Linked DNA regions of Hordeum vulgare: region 2 is linked to region 1. The links are chromatin contacts, called in public Hi-C maps. All regions are on one chromosome and are shown on one strand. The core of a region is the stretch at or near the end of the contact, and the rest is flanking DNA. Distances in the headings are between cores, read along the strand shown. Region 1 holds the start of LOC123426630. Region 2 holds the start of LOC123426634 (arogenate dehydratase/prephenate dehydratase 6, chloroplastic-like).

Region 1 (5,497 bases), core at 1,548-4,047:
CTGAAACAGTGATGGGGATTGAAATGAAGAAGATCAAACAATAGTCTGTGCCGTAGTTGTTAACAGTCTACAGCTAAGGATTATACGCAGTAAAGATCAAAAGAGCAAACCACAATTCTAGTATACATTACTCGGGATCAGCTCAGTGGCACATGAAATTGCCCAACTTAAAAAAACAATGGGATACAAGGTCTAACCTAGCCTGGCAGCTTGCTTGGGATCACCTACCAGAGAGGACTGTTTGGAACCCCCCCCCCCCCCCCCCCACCGGAAAAGTTTACGGATTTCGATGCAGATTAAAGTGGAACTTATATTGTTCTGATATCTTGTTTGATCCATTGGGGGGGTACAGGTTAGAATTAGTTAATCGTGACTGTACGAGAATACCCTTATTAAGTAATTTTAAGATTCATGCAAACTTTTTGGGGGGATTGAATATACTTTAAACTAAAACAACTGCTTCCAGTTTTTAAGCTTGGTGAGTCACTGAGGCTCTGGCTATGTCTCTAATCATTTGCATGGTTTTTAAGGCGTCCAGGCGTTTTAATGCGTTGGGGGGGCACCTCAACACCTAGGCGCTTAAAGCGCGAGGCGAGGCGACGCCTTAGTTCACTTTTTGAAGCAGCACAGCACAGCACAACACAGCAGCAGAGCAGTGAGGGGCGGAGAGGAAAGAGACCATGGGCAGCAGAGCAGTCGTACTTTGTTGCCCTGCTGGGGGAGGGATGGGCCAGGGGAGGAGAGGCCTGGAAGCTTGGTCGGCGAGGGAGAGGAAGCTGGACGAGGGAGGAAACTTGGCCGGCGGACGGGATCTGGCGGAGGAGGGGCTGGCCGCCTGAGAGGAGAGAGCTATTCTCTCTCTCTCGGATTGATTTTCTGTCACCGGTGTGTTCCCCACTCTCACTCCCATCTATTTCACCTCAGATTGGCCCCCAATTTCTATTCAATCCCGCCCAATTTCTGTTTCCCGCCCCGCCACTCACCAGTTCCCGCCCAATCCCGCCCAAGGCGTCCAAATTGGACAAGGCGACGCCTCCCCCGCCTAGGCGACGACTTGGACACCTCAAGAAGGGAATCTGGACGCCTTGGTCCATGGTCTAAGGCAAGCCCGACGCCTCGCCGTCTCTGGGCGCTTTGACGCCTAGGCGACGCTTCGGGGACGCCTTAAAAACAATGTATGAATTCTTTCTTCTTCTTTTTTGTTTTGGAATTCATATTGGCACTTGCAATATAGCACTCTATACATTAAAACGAGCATGTGAAGAATAGTTACAAAGTAGTTTTATTGACACACAGATTGGACCAGCCTCAACCGATCTGTGCACTGGAACAAAACCCAAGGAAAAGCTATCCATATACTACTCTGTTTGGCATCTTGGTATGCAAGCAGCCAAACTCTTTTAGTTTTGAGAAAGCTAACAATGACATGATTCCAAGATAATTACCCAATCAGATGCGTTGAAGCTCTATCAGTGCCAGTGGCAGCAACCCAAGAGTCAGTGCAGAATACATTCCGACCTCCCATGAGAATAGCCACCTGATTGGACAAAATGCAATATTAGTTTGGCCTGTATCGCTTGATATTTACAAAATGGATGTATAGAATAGTAGAATGAATGTATTCTATTTACCTCAACACCATGGCGGCATGCCACTTGAACTTCTCTGGCAATCAGCATGATAACCTGGCAAGGTCACAAGGCTCTGTGTGAAAAATTCAGCAGAGCAATGAACAAGATCTGTGCATATATTTAAGGAATGGTACTACCTTAGGGTCAACATTATGAGGAGCTTCTCCAGCCAATGCAGTGCCCCCAATCTTCAGAAGTACCCTTTTCCATTTCGGATTCGAGAGAGGAGTCGATCTGGAAAAAGGAACCATGGTAGTAGTGTGGACAGAGCCGGAAGAAGGGCACCTGCATGGATAAGCATTAGCTCGTCTCCAGACTCTCCACCATTAGATCCCCAAATTAATGAGAGCAGAGATGTAAAAAGGAGCCACCTCTTGTTGCTGTTCTGCTGCTGTTGCCGCGGCTTTTCGTCGTTGGTGGCCGGCGGCGGCTTGAGGGTGCCGGGCGATGGGGAGTTGCCCATAATCTGCTCCATCTGCTTGTACCAGGGCCAGAGGCTGGCCGAGGCGGAGCCGGCGATGCGTTGGCACTCTACCTTGTAGCGCTTCTTGAGGTTGTCGATCTTATTCTTACACTGCTCCACGCTCTTGCCCCCGCTGCCCTTGCCATGCCCGTCGGTCACGGCAGCGGCGACGTCCTCCCAGTCCCTCCCCCGGAGATTCCCTCGGTTGAGCAGCTCGAACCGGTCCGTGTATGCGTCTAGGAGGCTGCTGATGGCGCCGTCCGTCCACTCCTCCCGATCCTTGCGGTAGTCCGACGAGACGCCGCCGCCACGGCCCCTCCTCCCCCCGCTGCCGCCGCCGCTGATGTAGGAGCAGTACTCGCCCCCATCGCTGAACTCCTCCGGGCGGTCCCTCCTCCGCTTGGTGTGGTGCGACGCCTTCCCGCGGTCGGAGCTGTGGTTGCCCTCCTCCCGGGCCGGCGCGAAGGGGCCGGCGGCGGAGCCCGCGGCCGGGGCTTCGACGAAGCAGAAGGCCTGGGCCTGCTGCGGTGGGGCCGGCTGGGCGGGAGCCTGGGGAGCGGGGTGGGCGTCACCGAGGAGGCCGAAGTCGTCGTTGCAGGAGGCCATAGGATGGCGCTCGTGGCAGCGTTAGGGCTGCGCCGCGGGCTCCGCTCCCGGCCACGGCGGCGGCGTTAGGGTGACGACGTTACCCCCCGCTCGCTGGCCGCTGGGGGTGGGTGCCGGTGGACGGTACGCAGGTTATGGTGATGGGGAACGGGGGCGACCCACGGTTCCGTTACGGCTTGCTCACGGCTCCGTGACCTTGCCGCGTTACACGTTGCCGCGGAGTGGGCCCTTTCTTTCCCGGAAAAAAGTGAAGCGGACCCACAGGTCGGTCCAATGGGATCAGTGTGGGTGGCAGGCAGACTGAAGAAGTACTGTGTCGTCAGGCCTGTTTCAAGTTTGAAATTTGGGCTGGTCCGAAAGACCTAAAAATCTACAGAAAAAAAACATTGTCTACGATATGCAGCCAGTTTTTATTGTGTACTGAAGTACTGTGCCTCTTTGATTCAAAGCAATTCTATAGAATTTCTGGAGGGTTGAAATACTTTAGGATTTTTTTTTCTTTGTTGGTCTTTTGATTTATAGGATTTGATTTCATAGGATTTTTTTCTATGAAATCTTTTGTACTACATTTCATAGAAAATCTAACATCTACTCTAATCTTTTTTTTACAATTCCTTCGTTTTTTCTATAACACCCATTGCTAATCCTATAGGATTCAAGTGGGCATGCCACTCTAACTCTATACTTTTTCTATTTCTATGTTTTTAAAATCCTACGAATCAAAGAGGCCCTTAAACACAAATTTTCGGACGGAGAAAGCATGTAGCACCTTCGTCTGGTTTCGTGAGGCGCCTCCTTATTTTGGGTTAAAGTTTAACTAATATAAAATTAAAATATACATCATAAAAAAATATTATGGAAAACTTTTTGAAAATACAACTCCAAAATATACTTTTTTACCATATAATTCTATTTTGTTAGTTTTACAAAGGATCAATGTTTGACACAAAGCATGAGGGGGGCCAATAAACTTAGATGGGATAGTATTTTTTTTATTTGCTTCCTTTTGTTTGTATTGATGCATAACTCCACTCACGTATCTTCAATGGGAATTACTCAAATCAAGCACTAATGCGTTCGCGGACAGAGATACAAGAACACGCCATCCAACTGTGCACTAAACTTTAGCCTCATGTTCAACCTCCTCTACTTGACATGTATATGTTAAATCAATTACATACGTAAAAATAGTTGCAAACATGTGCATCACTCCCAAAAAGTATCAAAGTTCAATGAGTTTACATCTAACTGATCCCAAAATTTATCAACCCCGTGAAAATAGTCATATTTTGCATGGTAGTCGGCTATCCATCAAAGATTCTTCAATGTGCAACCGAGTTCTCCTCACTTGTCGGGGCTTTTCATAAAAATTGACTATTCACCCCCCACCCCTCCTCCAGTCGATAACCAGCACTTTGAGTGTTGTCCAACAATTCTTTATTTCTGGAAGTATGCCTCGGGGGATAAATGATATGACTATTGTTCCTTTTCCTAATTAAGGTGAAGAATCCTCGGTTCATAAAGGACTTCCGACCAATTAGCCCATGTAATGTCATATATAAAATTATCTCCAAGTGCCTTGCTGACATACTGAGGTCTCTACTAGATGGTATGATTTCTCCTACCCAAAGTGCCTTTATCGTTGGTAGATAAATTTATGATAATGCTCTCATCGCTTTTGAATGTATGCATTCTTTAAATTCGTTGAAAGATGCTCACGGTAAACTTTGTGCATATAATAAGTTGGATTTCGCTAAAGCTATGACAGCGTGGACTCTAAATTCCTAGAAAGTATGCTTCAAGCATATGGCTTTGCTCCAATATGGATTAAGCGGGTTATGACTTGTGTTACTATAGTGAAATTTTTGTTTGGATTAATGTCCGACTTCTAGAATATTTCCATCCTTCATGTGGCCTTAGGCTAGAGAACCCTTTATCACCGCACTTATTCATTTTTGTGGTTGAAGCCCTATCTTTGTTACATAATGATGCTTCGACAAGAGGGGTTATCCAAGATTTCCGGCTTAAAATATACACACTACATATATCTCATTTACTATTTGTGGATAATAGTCTTCATTTTATAGGGGAAATTTGGATCAAGTCGTGACAACAATAGAGGTAAGTATTTTCCTCAGTGAGAACTAATGTTATCGAACCAATAGAAGGACCACACAATTTCCCCTCTTGAGCACTTGCACATAAAAGAGCACACACATGCACCCAACGCGGGCAAGAGGGTTGTCAATCCCCGTGTACTCGTTACTTGCAAGCGATAAGTAGTGATAGATAGATAGTTTGATAAATATAAACAAAAAATAAAAATAAAGTAAATAATGGCAGAAAGGTATTTAGAGTTTTGTTAATTACATTTGTGAAGGGATCCGGGGCCATAGTTTTCTCTAGAGGCTTCTCTAAAAACATACAGTTGGTAAACAAATTACTCCGGGCAATTGATAGAAAAAGCGGATATTCATGCCATATTTATTCATGGCAATGATAATTACATATAGGCATCACGTCCTTAAGCAAGTTGACCGACTCATGCCTCCATCTACTACTATTACTCCATCCATCGACCAATATCTAGCATGCATATAGAGTATTAAATAAAAGTAGAGCAATGCTTGGCGGACGATGATATGATGTAGACAAAGTAAAACTAATTAATATGAATAAACCCCATCGTTTCACCCTTAGTGGCAGCAATGCAATACGTGCCATCTCCCTTTCTATCACTTGGACCGAGCACCGCAAGATTGAACCCACTACTACGCACCTCTCCCATTGAAGATAA
Region 2 (5,488 bases), core at 1,703-4,202, 610 kb before region 1:
TTGCGCTGGGTTCCGCCATCTGCTTTCAGAACCCCCCCCATCCACATCCAGCCACCCCTCTGTTTCCTCGTCGACGACCCAGCAGCCATGGACAAGGGCGACAACCTCGTCATCTATGCCCACGAGATGCTGCCAGAGGAGGTCGCCTACCTGCAGGCTAAGAGGGCGATGCACCAGGCGCACGAGCGCGCCCGTGCTACGTCCGGCTTCTTCCAGAACACCCGCGTCGTTCACCCCAACGTGCTTCTTTCAGAGGAGGCCGTCTACCTTCAAGCTAAGATGACGCTCCGTCTGACGAGCGAGCGTGTCCGTGCTGTGCCATCGCTGACACCAGCACTACCCGCGCCAGCACAACCTGTCCCCGCTCCGGCACAGCCCGACCTCGTCGCCGCCACCGAGGAAGCCTAGTTTTTTTTCTTTTTCATTAATAATGTAATGCGTGGACTCTCGTCAGCCTTCGTAGCCGGCTTTTTTAATGTTTAAATTATGCATGTTTGATGTACGTCGATAAAAATGAATTGACCCAGTGTTGGACACATGCCTCGATCCAAACGTCGAAGCGGACTTTCGTGTTCGCCTGGTCGACCTAAACGAATAAAATCGCCGTCCGTTTGGGTCGGCCGTTAAAGTTGCCCTGACCATTCCAGTTCGAAGAAAAGTTCGTGCCCATTGCAGTTCCAAGAAAAGTTCGTGCGTGCGTGTGTGCGTATGCGTTCGAGACGACGAGGCACGAGGACGTGCAACTAACTACCAAAACAAAAGGCTACAAGCAAAGCCCAAGAGCGAGGACGAACGTGCCCCCGCCACCTACCACCCTCTTTGTTTTGCCACAGCACGTCAACGTAGCCACAAATTCCTTGCAACTTTCGTTTTCGCCCGACAAGTTGTTTCGGGACGACACAGGCAACGACATGAGTTCATGTGGAGTTTTGATTAAAAAAAAAGAAGAGTTCATGTGGAGTGGAGTACTAGTATTCCTTCTATTTCAGTTTATAAGTCCGACACGTGTATCTAGATAGTCAATTTAACCAACTTACTAAGAGTCATATATTATAAAAAATATATCATTAGAAACTTTAGATGTTCTATTTTTTAATGGTATATTTTTTATGTTAAACAATGTACTCCCTCCCTTCCAAAATATAAGACATTTCAGATTGCACTATAAACTACATACGGATGTACATATACATATTTTAAAGTATAGATTCATTCATTTTGCTCCATATGTTATCCCTAAAAGGTTTTATATTTTGGAACGAAGTGAGTATTTTATATAAGTTAAATTGACGACCTAAATATATGTGCATGCTTTATAAACTGTGATGGAGGGAGTAGTATTCCACTGCGTATTAACTGGCTCAAATGGCACGATTTTACAGGTATTATGACAACAAGAACATCGAAGAACAAAACTAATTACCCCAGCTGCCAACGAGGGAGGAGTGGGACGACATGACCACAAATTAACCGACGTCCCTACTGCTCCACTGATTCTCCAGGGAGCTACGAGTCGGACGATGTGACGGTGGAGGAGGAGCCAGCGGTCATGGGGGTCATGTCCATCGGGTAGCTCCCGAGCACCCGCAGGAATGACGTGAACTCCTGGACCTCGGCCAGCGCGTTCTGCGCCCGCGGCTCCGCGAGGGAGGCCTGGAAGTCCACGTAGAACATGTACTCGAAATGCTTTGCCGTGCCGCGGTTGGCGTCGTCCACCAGGCGGATGGGCCGGTGGCGGTGCGGCCGGCTCTCGATCTTGGTCAGCGTGATGTCGCGGAAGGCGAAGGCCGAGAGCACCTTGAAGAGCACGGAGGTGCCCTCCTTGTCGTGCGCGAACACGATGCTCGTCTTGAACGGCCTGTCCGTGCGCGGCACGATGGGCTCCCTTGCCAGCATCACGAACCGGGTCACGTTGCCGCAGTCGTCCTGTATTCCGTCGGCGAGAATCTCCATGCCGTACAGCTCGGCGGCGCGGGACGACGCGATGGCGGCCGTGTCGCGGAGGCCGTTGGTGGCCACGTACTCGGCGGCGCCAGCGGTGTCGTCGAAGGCCTCGCGGACGACGTTGAGGCCCATGCGGGTGATGGTGTGCTCGCACTGCGCCAGCGCCTGCGGGTGGCTGATGACGCGGGTGATGTTCTCCTTGCGCACGCCCGGGAGCGCGAGGAGGCAGTGGTGCACGGGGAGCTGCACCTCGCCGACGATGTGGAGCCGGTGGCGGAGCAGGAGGTCGTAGTTACGGTGGATGCTGCCGCCGAGCGAGTTCTCCACGGGGAGCACGGCCCGGTCCGCGATCCAGAGCTCCACGGCCTGGAACGCAACCTCGAACTGGTCGCAGGGGATGGCGTCGCAGCCCGGGTAGGCCTTACCGGCCGCCTTCTCGCTGTACGCGCCCGGCACGCCCTGGTACGCCACGCGCAGCTCAGAGCCGTGCATCGGCGCCGGGGACAGGTCCGCAATCCGCAGCGGCGCCGGCAGGTTCTTGGCGGCGCCGTTAACACCGCTGACGGGGATCAAATCGAGCACCGCGCCGTTGGGGGCCGGCGCCGGCGCGGCGTGGCCGTTGACGGAGTGGGGGCCGAGCGCGGCCACCTTGCTGGAGAGGACGGCGCAGCTGCTCAGCCACTCGGTCCGGCCGCCGACGGCCGCGCCAAGCGAGCACCTGACGACGCGGCCGCTCCTCCCCGGAGCGTGGACTGCCAGCCTGGGATTCTGCCCGGCGGGCGCCTTGATGAAACTCGCGGCGGCCATGACCAGTAACGGCACCGATTAGCTAGCTGTTGGTCCGTTTCTTGGCCTGGAAATCTGCCTGGTAGTAGAGTAGTAGTACAAACGATGCCGATAGCGCCGGGTAACTAAAAGGTAATTTGAGAGAAACTAAAAGAAACTAGTACTGGTAGTCGAGTAAGCTTCGATGGGGAAGCTGAGAGGGGAAGGGGATGGTGGAAGGGGATATATAGGTGGCGATTGGTTGGTTTGTGTTGCGGGCTTGAGCTGGAAGGAGGGAAGCGGGGTTGGTGTGGACCGTGTGGTGGCCTGGTGGGGACGCGTGGGGCAACGGATTCACGACTCGGGAGTCAGGACTGATACCATGGGGGGTTGGTTGGGTCAGCGTCAAATCAAAATGTGTATCTTTTCGGGTAAATATATCGAAAGGTCTTGGCCTGCTTCACCAACCAACTGAGCCGTCCCGAGGGGTAGAAGAAACTCAAGGAGAACGTGGCGTGCATCCCCCCTTCCCTTGTGGTCGCGTGCGCCGGCGGCTTGTAGCCGCGCGCGCCTGCCTCCCCTTTTCGCCGTCGTTTCTTAGATCGCCCGGCGAATCACGGCGCCAGGTGCGTGCCAAGCACAGTGAAGACTGCTGCGCGCTGGATGCCTATCTAGATTCCTCTGCATTTTTGTCTTGGTAGGGAGATATTTTTCTGTATTGATTTTCGACGATGAATCCCTACAACAAAACATGGCGTGGAGTAATTGATTTACTTTTTTTAGTCTAGCATTTTTTTTCATTCTATGTATATCCAAACTGACATTTGGTTCATTTTTTTTTGGTGCGTCCTTTGATGCGTCCTGTGTCGGTGTTAAAACTGACAGATCTCGCATAGGAGGCCCGAACTGTGAGATCGGATCGAAGGTAATAGGAGACAAAGAACAAGGTACTTTTACTTCGGCAGCCACCGCCCTCTCCTCCTCTATTCTCCACGCTGTCGCGTGAGGGAGCCGACGGCGAAGCCGGCTTGGCTCCCGAGGACGGCGGTGGCGGGGCTCTTGTCGCTCCTTCCCTTCTAAGCGGTGCTCCTGGGCGGAGCGATGGGTCTGGTAGTCCCGGCGATGGCGGCGCCCATAGTCGGCAGTTTTGGCGATCGGTGGGCAAGATCCGGTCTTCCCATGCGTGTTGTTCGCCGTCTCCTTTGGCTCCACAAGTTCGTTGGTGGTGGTTGTCCCAGAAAGTCATGGCCACCGCTATCGGCTAACCTTTCTCCCGCGCCTCCCCTCGCTCTCATATGCGTTAATGTTGATCCAACAAAAGAGCGCAAATTACCTTGTCTTCTCCTTTGTATAAACTACCTTGCAGATTTCATTTTAGCCCACGATACTCTTGCTCTACCATTATTATTACATCATTCGGTCGTGCAAGTGAAAGGTAATAACGACGATATTTGGTGAGGTGATCGTGGCAAAGGAAGCTGGTATGAACTCTTGTTGTTTTCCATTTTTGTAAATATATTTACCCCGTTTGATCTTCATTTAGTATATCATGAGTAAACATGTTTATGAGGACAATTAGAGATTATAGTTTCTCATACCATGTTTAAATAGCCAGGAGTGGATACTGATTCATCTTATGAGTTAACATGCATAAAAATGGTTATGATGTGGTATGGTAGTATGGTATTTCCCTGTGAGTGACTCGAGCGGCTTGACTTGGCCCATATGCAAACATGTAGTTAATTTAAAACCTATGCAACCTTCATGATATTTAAATTCAGAGTGTTAATATCCTACTCTAATGATCAATGTTAACTATTCATAATGCATGATTATGACCGTTTTCGCTCTCTAGCTGATCTCTTCTAAATCTATTGCTAGCCTTCACCTGTACTAAGCGGGAATGTTGCTTGTTGTTAGAGCATATATCTCCATATGTGGTTTTGGTAATTGATGACAATTCCTATGGACTAATGGTTGCCTTAAGTTATATTTATAGGATTTGTCCATAGGCACTTCTTGAAGTCCATCTGTTGGGTTCAAGGAGTTTATATGATGACCAAGATGGTATTCAAGGTATTATCCAAAGAATGGTCATAGAGACACTAGGTTGATCAAGATCTCAGACAAAGAGTAAATCAAGATGATCAACACACAAAGCGTATAAGATGTACCGAGAGGGATCAAGTGATCCCATGGTATGGTAAGCATTGTCCATTACGTGTTTGTGTACTAACCCATGGTCTTTGTGAGACTCCTATGTGGGGGGGTAGGTGTGCTTCCATGGACTTGCGTCAAAAGGAAGATCTCATACAACTCATGAAGGATGACGTAAGTGGTGATCGTCATCAAGATTGTGTTGTGCAAGTTCAAGTGGATCAGCACGAATATATCATTGAAACTATTATTAATGATCATGTGTTAATAAGGACAAGATCATGTGCTAACAAGGACAAGATCAAGATAAGCATTCCTGAGCACTACATGCTTGATTCTTGTGGATGTTCACATGGTGGACAAATGAAGATGAATACATAAGCTAGGCTTTCCACATTGTGTATGGGAGAGCTACTTGAAGACTTCATCATGTCTTGCTTTTAACTTGAGCCAAGAAGGAACAACAACATCAAGATCAAGTGAAAGGGCGAACTCAAAGGTATCAGTCCCTTTGACGTTAGTGGTGCAGAGTGATGATTAGCGAATAAAAGTATACACTCAAGTATGGATCATCGATACCCCTTTTTCAATTCTTGAGTCTTTAGGGATCCCGCACTATTAA

Evidence for each region. A called contact is a pair of places that touch in the nucleus more often than the background predicts.
Region 2: a Hi-C map of seedling shows a contact between it and region 1, with 4 times the contacts expected there. The contact joins the promoter of LOC123426634 here to the promoter of LOC123426630 in region 1. A contact is called at or near these places in 2 of 6 Hi-C or Micro-C datasets (leaf and seedling).

Annotation. Positions count from the first base shown.
Region 1 is chr2H:454,555,653-454,561,149 of MorexV3_pseudomolecules_assembly, reverse strand. LOC123426630 reads right to left here and starts at 2,797. Exons shown (of 7, transcript XM_045110490.1): 1 at 2,003-2,797; 2 at 1,769-1,865; 3 at 1,632-1,685; 4 at 1,446-1,537. The coding sequence starts at 2,700.
Region 2 is chr2H:455,169,832-455,175,319 of MorexV3_pseudomolecules_assembly, reverse strand. LOC123426634 (arogenate dehydratase/prephenate dehydratase 6, chloroplastic-like) reads right to left here and starts at 2,952. Exons shown (of 1, transcript XM_045110494.1): 1 at 1,313-2,952. The coding sequence starts at 2,751. The coding sequence ends at 1,507.